Linked DNA regions of Mus musculus: region 2 is linked to region 1. The links are chromatin contacts, called in public promoter capture Hi-C maps. All regions are on one chromosome and are shown on one strand. Each heading gives the region's core, a stretch centred on a gene start, on an enhancer-like site or on the middle of the called end of the contact. The rest is flanking DNA. Distances are from core to core; before and after follow the strand shown.

Region 1 (3,415 bases), core at 407-2,906:
GACATATTCAGATTTTAAAAATCCGAAGGGGATAATTTTTATCCCTGCCCACCCCCAGGCAGACATCTGGCTTGTCAACAGTGAAAACCGTGTTCCCCTCACCAACCATCAGCTGATGCACAGTGACACCTAACTCCAACAGGCCTCTTGGGAAGCTTAGTAATTGCAATTTCCTTTAAGTGGCAGAGCAGAAATCACTTGGAAGGGATCCAAGATTGACTTCTGAGCGCTGTGCCTACTATGGGCGCTGACACCCTTGGGCAGGTTGACCAGGGTTGTCCAAGAAAGCAGGCTGAGCAAGCCATGAGAAGCAAACCAGTAGGCAGCATTTTTTTTCTTCCTATAGCCTCTGCTGCATTTCCTGCCCAGACTTCCCTCAGTGATGGGCTGTGGCATGGAAATGTAAACCAAATAAACAAGTTCCTAAGTTGCTTTTGGTCAGAATGTTGTAGCAAAGGATAGAAAGCAAATGGGGCCGCCCCTAACTAAGGTATGGGAGTTCCCAAAGAGCTGTACAAACCAGTGCCAGGCTGCCTAACAGACTAGGAAGAGACAGGGTGAGGTGTCCTTTTAGACAACGAGTTAACAGTTCCTTCAGCAAGAGAGAGAGGGATTGAAATCTTTATAAGGCCTTCACTCACCTATTCCACAAAAAGTCTATAATTGTCCCTTTGTCCCACAGTGCAGGGGTAGGGGTGAGGGTGGGGGTACTAGTTAAAGCCCTGAGGCCCAAGTTCTTTATTTAAAAAAGGGAGGGTTGTTTGTTTGTTTTAAATCTTGCAGAGCTTTTAGAGACGAAGACAACGAGTGGTAGGTACCCCAACTCCTTTCCAAGTCACATCTGATGCACAGGAATCCCCCTCCTCAGCAGCCAACCATTAGGTAACTCAAAGGATTACTGTAGGATGGCCCTAGGAGAGCTCAAGGACACTCAGTCAACAACGGAGAAGGGCCTCCGAGTGAAATCTGCATTTTGGCAGTCACTGGCCCGAGACGTTGGGTACCTAGCCAATGCAGGGTGCGTGAGGTTTTCACACCTGGGAGCTTAGACTTGGAATCTGAGACATCAGGGGGGAGTGGAAGCCAAAGGAATGGGACCCGGGGTGGGCTGCAGCCAAGTCCCTGGCATTCGTTTCGTGGTCCAGCTTGCGTCCCCGCCCGCAGGTAAGGTAAGTTCAGCGTCAGGTCTGTGGTTTAGAAAACCAACGGCAGGTGAGCTCCTTGGATAGAAAAGAAGCTCGCCAGTCTCGGAGCAGACCTGAGCTACAGACCCATTCAGGGTCCTCTTGTCAACTCTCCGCATCCTCCCCGCGCAGCACGCTCGCCCTGCTCTCAGCTGGGCATCCCCTAACCCTTCTGCCCAGCAGCGCGCAGGCGCGACTCCGTTGCGCAGGCGCAGACGCATCGCGCTGCCGCAGCGTGGGCCAGAGGGAGGAGGGAGCTCCCCGCGCGTCCCTACCAGGTGCCCGTAGACATCCGCAGGCTGGAGGTAGAAGGTGGAGTTGAGCAGATCTTCCAGCTTGCGCGGGACGTCGTTCTCCTGGTAGTACGCCATCGCCTGCTGCTTCAGCTTCTGCAGGTCCCTAGTGATCCCGCCTCTGCGGCCGCCGTCTTCATCTCCCATGGTAGGAGACTTAGGGCTACAGCGGGGTTTTGCCAGGGGGCCCGCCAGCGTCCTTTTGTCGCTAGGCAACGCAACGAGATCACGACCCCTAGATCTCGCGAGGCTTCCTTCCCTTGGTGGACCGAGACTCAAGCTTTCCGTTCGGGACCCATCGTTGTCCCGTCCGCACTTCGCCTTTCTTCAATGCTTCGCTCTTAGTGCTCTCTCGTCCCCGTTTGTCACTGTTCCTCGGACAGTTTTGCAGACGGGGAGGCATTTAACGATTGTTTGAGTTCGTTTTGCAGAAGCTGGGGAGCGGTACCCGCCACTTCAACTCTTGCAGTTAACGAGGGAGAGGGATGCAAGAGCCCAGGGTGCCCTTCCTGAGCCGTGGAGGTCCTGGGCATGCATCCCTTCCAACCCACGCACTGTGCTTGCTGCACGCCTCGTGATGCTCTCTCTCAGAAAGCTCCCTTTGGGGGAGATTACTGAGAGTGAAACCCAGTGTAGGAAGTAAGACTGATGATGCTTTGGAGAGACCCAGGGCGAGGTGGAGGCCATGCAAAACGCAGCCCATGAGAAAGTCCTTGGGTCATGGTCTGTAGCAGCGGGCTGCCTGTTTACTGTGACAGTTAGGTACCAGACGCAATGATAGAACTTATTTCTGTGCTCGTTACTTGGATGGTGCAGGACGATCCAAGTAATGGATAGGAGTGGGCCGAGACAGACAGGGTGTTTTCGTGTTTTTTTTTTTTTATTGTTGCCTGTTTTATGTTCCCAACAGAAAGCAGGTTGCTTAAAAGACTTGTGCCTTCATTGCTCATCTGGAAAACGTAATCTTACCTGCTCTGTCCGCTGGACAATCACTTAAAATAACCCCGAGTGCGAAGAGGCATTTGGGAACAGTTGTTTTCCATAAATGTACTGTTGGATGTAGGTGGATAAAATACCTGATTCTGTAAGTACGCTTATATAACCGAGACCCATTCCTCCCTGCTCTGGACTCTCTTTGAGGACGATTTCCTTTCTGTGGTGTGATGGGTCATCACACACTTGCCCTCCCCTCTGGCTGGCTGCAAGTCCTTGGATGGTGGAAGCAGAGACTTAGTCATCTCCTTGTCCATCGCAGAGCTGAGCGCTCACAGCTGGGATTTTAGTGCACCTTTGTTTAAAAACGAGCCCACAATGTTGCCATTGCTTTTATTCCTGGGTGTGGCCGTCCTCATACCAACCCGCCTCCTGTGGAAGGTACCTCCTTCGCCCATCCTGTGAAGGTTGAGTTTTGTGTCTTAAGAAAAGCTGTGCTTCACATTCTCACCCCCCCAGCAGACTGCTCTTTCTACTGATCTCCTTGCCCACTTGAAACCTGGACCACAGACGTGAGCCCTCATCTTTTAGGGCTGACCCATTTGACTTTCTTCTTTTTCATTCTTCTGTGCTCAGCATGAATCTCTGGGCCTACCACCTGGATGCAGCCACTGAACTATATCTCCAGACCTCATTTAATTTTCTTTTCCTTTTTTTTTTTTTTTTCTAGTTTGTGACTTGGTTTTATGTATCTTAGGATGGCCTCAGACTGGCTGTGTAGTGGAGGCTGACTTTGAACTTCTGACCCTTCTGCTTCTATCTCTGGAGTTCTGAGTTAACAGGCGTGAGCAACCGTGCCTAGTTAACGCAGTGCTAGGGGTAGAACCCTGGTCTTCATGCATGCCAGGCAAGCACTTCACCAGCTGAGCTATAACCCCAGCCCTCATTTAATATTTTAATGGAAGACTGGAAGTATTTGGGCTGAGACCACTATGCAATGGGTTC
Region 2 (3,415 bases), core at 246-2,745, 1.2 Mb before region 1:
GTTAGAATATTGCAAGTTTTTGTTTTCTTTCTTTTCATGGTACAAACAAGGTTTTTGATGAATCATGGTACTGCCAAAAAAAAAAAAATCTAGAAAAAAATTCCTTTCAATTTTACCCACTGAGCCATCAACCAACCAGCCCTCCCTTTAAATTTTAACATGGAACAACATTTGGGAAATTGAATATTTAACATTGAGAAAAGCGGACATCTTTGAATTTCACTTGGTAGACATTTTAGCAGGCATGCCACAGTAGAAACACAAACCCACAGTTTTTATTTATTTTTATGAGCCAGTATTTTTTTTATTCTTTCAGTTTCCAGATAGTGGATTCAAAAATTTCAAACAGTATTCAAAAGGAGATAATGATTCTTAGAATTTTTTGACACAGGGGCTTCACTTGAGTAATAATCGGATACCCTACATCGACACTCTTCACAGACTTTGCTAAATATGAGCACTGGAGATGTCTCAAGTCGATCAGTGTTTCCATGGAAATAGATAACCCTTAGATAAGGCCTGAGAAACAGGGTTTGAGATGCTGTGAACCCCAGTCCCAGCACAGGAGAGAGATCAGAGTTCCGAAGACAAATGTGTATTTCTGTAGGATGAGTGTTTTCTCCGAAAGCATTAAGGGCGAGGACAATACTATCGTAGGGTTTTTAATCTTGGAAATAAGAGAGTAAATTACTTTGTACCTTATGCTTTTCAAGAGTGGTTAACCCAGCTTTGGAAGCAATGCTTCCTATTCCTAAAGGCAATAAGAACACTAGCTTAGAAAACTTGTGAATTACGGCTTCCCTGGCTGTGAGTTCCTAAGCTATTTATCTTAATTTTAGTTATCTTCTCTCATTCCAGTACTGCACTACATCCACACACATTTAATGATGTTTGTGAAATTCATAGCTAACTGTCTTGTATCACTTGGGGCTGCCTGGACATTACTTTTTGCTAATACTTTCTGCAAGAAGAACTCTCAAAGTCTGCACTCTACTTTGGACTTTTAACAAGAATAAACCTACAGAGCTGTATTTCTATCACTCCTTTCTGACTAAATCAATATTTGACTGGAATAGCCCCCATGAAAAGTCTGATTATTGAATATTGTGAAATCCACATCACTGTCCACAGCCGAGAGCAGTCCTCCTGCCCGTGGGTAAGAATTAAGATGTCGCAGGCAGGAATCAACACAGGATACTGGATTAAGTGAAGCTTTTTTCCCCCGTGTGTTAGAGCAAGTTTTATGAGTTAGAGAAGTCGCTGCCAGGCCGTGGTTTCTACACACAGGAGTAGTCTCTGCTGGGAAAAAGGGTTACAAAAGTCACCCGGCTTACCTTGCTTGTCACCACAACTCTGCAGGCGCGAGTGTCTCCAGTCCCACAACAGTTTAACTCACATGGATCCAGGAAGAAACCATTTCTCTGACCGATTACATCTTGGTTGCTCCCAAGGATACAGGGCTTTTGGGAAACACTGTGCATGCGTTCTTCGGTGGTTCCTCTCAATTTAAAGGCTGAAAGATGGGCAAGTGTCCAGTGGCTGCCCGACGACCGGGACAGGAATTCGCAACAGTAAGGCTTGTTCAGAAAGGGTTTCCCGTGACACAGCACAGTTTCACAGCAGCCACTAGATGGCGCATGAGAACCACTTGTGTCAGGCACCAACGCAAATGATCAGGTCTGTTCACAGCGAACCAAAAAAGTCCGAAAACAATCCTTCCCAAACTACTTTTCTAATAGGTTATTATCACCATCTCAGTGTTTACACGAAACCTAAATGGTCTTGATTTGTTTGGTGACTGTAGGGGAATCCTCCACAGAATATCCCGGTCAGATTGTAAACGTGGCATTTTAAATCTTTATTAAGTCAGAAAAGGGAATTGAGACAGACAGGAGCAACTAAATCTACCTATTTAGTACTGAACTTCAACAAAAGTTTTCTAAGTGTCTACTGGGTGGGAATGTTACTTAAGCTTCTTAAATGGTAAAAGAACATTCTATTACCCGGAAGAAAAATAAAAACCAAAATAACAACAACAAAAACAAAACAAACAAACAAACAAAAAAACCCAAAGTACCAGCAGCAAAAACGGTACCATCAATTTCACATTGTACAGAATGTCAAAGATATGTTAGACCTACACATAGCTCTGGGACTTCAGTAGTTGAATTTAAATTTTTTTTTCTATTTATTTATTTGAACGTGTGTGAGCTCATGTCCTACTGTGAAGGTCAGAGGGCAACTTGAAGGAGTCTGCTTCTCTTTCCACCATGTAAGTCTTGGGGATTGACATCATGTCCTGAGGTTTGGTGGCAAGTGTGTTTACAGTGAGCCAGCCATCTTGCCAGTTCATCATTTCTTGATGTAGAACAAATATGAATGTCAGGGACAAAAACCAAAGCAAAACCAAACCAAACCACAACTGCAACAACAAACCCCCTATAATCTCAGGACTTAGCTTATAATTTTTTTCCCTCTTAGAGCCAAGGATAACTCTCTTTGCCTTAGTAAATGTAAACTCCTATACAGAAAATACTGAAAGAGACAAAGTTACAGTGGAAGCAGTTTTTGTTTTTCTTTTGTGTTTGTTGTCATCAAATATAAAATTATGACACTTCTAAACCCACCTTCTGATAAACATTAATAGTAACAGATCTTATAGAAATATTCAGAGGGGAAAATCCTCAAGAAAACATCTTCAAGTTGATTTTGAAAGTTCTGAAGATGACTCAAAAGTCTCTGAAATATGTTTACTAGAAAGTCAGTGGCTTAAAACAAACAAACTAGGGGCAGCTTTTCTCTTTCACCCTCCTTAAAGTAGGTGTGATATTTCTTCTGAGGCAACCTGGAGCCCAGAGTAAAGACTGCTCTCATTTTTAGATCACTGGTTGTTTGTTTGAACTGAAGAATTAGTTGCATTTCAAAATAAGGACATGCCTAATGAAATGATTAAAACACACAGAGCATTAAATTATAAGCAGATGGGAGAGAAGTGGGTAGGGGGGTGGCCTTGCTGGGGACCTGAGTCCAGGGGAGCTGGCAGCTTTGGGGATTCCTATAGCAGACAGTTGCTTAAGCAACAGAGAGCAGAAAAACTACCTTGGAAGGCAAATCTCTCTCTCTCTCTCTCTCTCTCTCTCTCTCTCTCTTTCTCTCTTTCTCTCTCTCTCTCTCTCTCTCTCTCTCTCTCTCTCTCTCTCTCTCTCTCTCAGATATCTATGCAACAAGGCCCCTGAGGGGATAGCCATTATTAATACATAGAAGGACTTGGAGAAGCGGGACCAGGAGCTGCTTCAGGGGTGAAGAGCTGAATCCAGAGGTCCCGTGTAGGAGTGAATTAAGCAGAGTCTGGGATTCTGATCTTCATCTTTGGAAGAAAGAAACCCTAACTGTTGCTTAGCTCCAGTTATTTGTG

What was found. Promoter capture Hi-C pulls out the DNA fragments that hold promoters and counts their contacts.
Region 2: a contact with region 1 is called in a promoter capture Hi-C map of liver, with 2.9 times the contacts expected there. The contact joins the promoter of E330013P04Rik here to the promoter of Eno4 in region 1. A contact is called at or near these places in 2 of 39 promoter capture datasets (the 3T3-L1 cell line and liver).

The regions. Positions count from the first base shown.
Region 1 is chr19:58,941,666-58,945,080 of GRCm38.p6, reverse strand. Eno4 (enolase 4) reads right to left here and starts at 1,656. Exons shown (of 14, transcript NM_178689.4): 1 at 1,460-1,656. The coding sequence starts at 1,624. It also overlaps a transcript of Hspa12a not described here.
Region 2 is chr19:60,142,755-60,146,169 of GRCm38.p6, reverse strand. It overlaps E330013P04Rik (RIKEN cDNA E330013P04 gene), which reads right to left and starts at 1,495. Exons shown (of 5, transcript NR_026942.1): 1 at 1,335-1,495.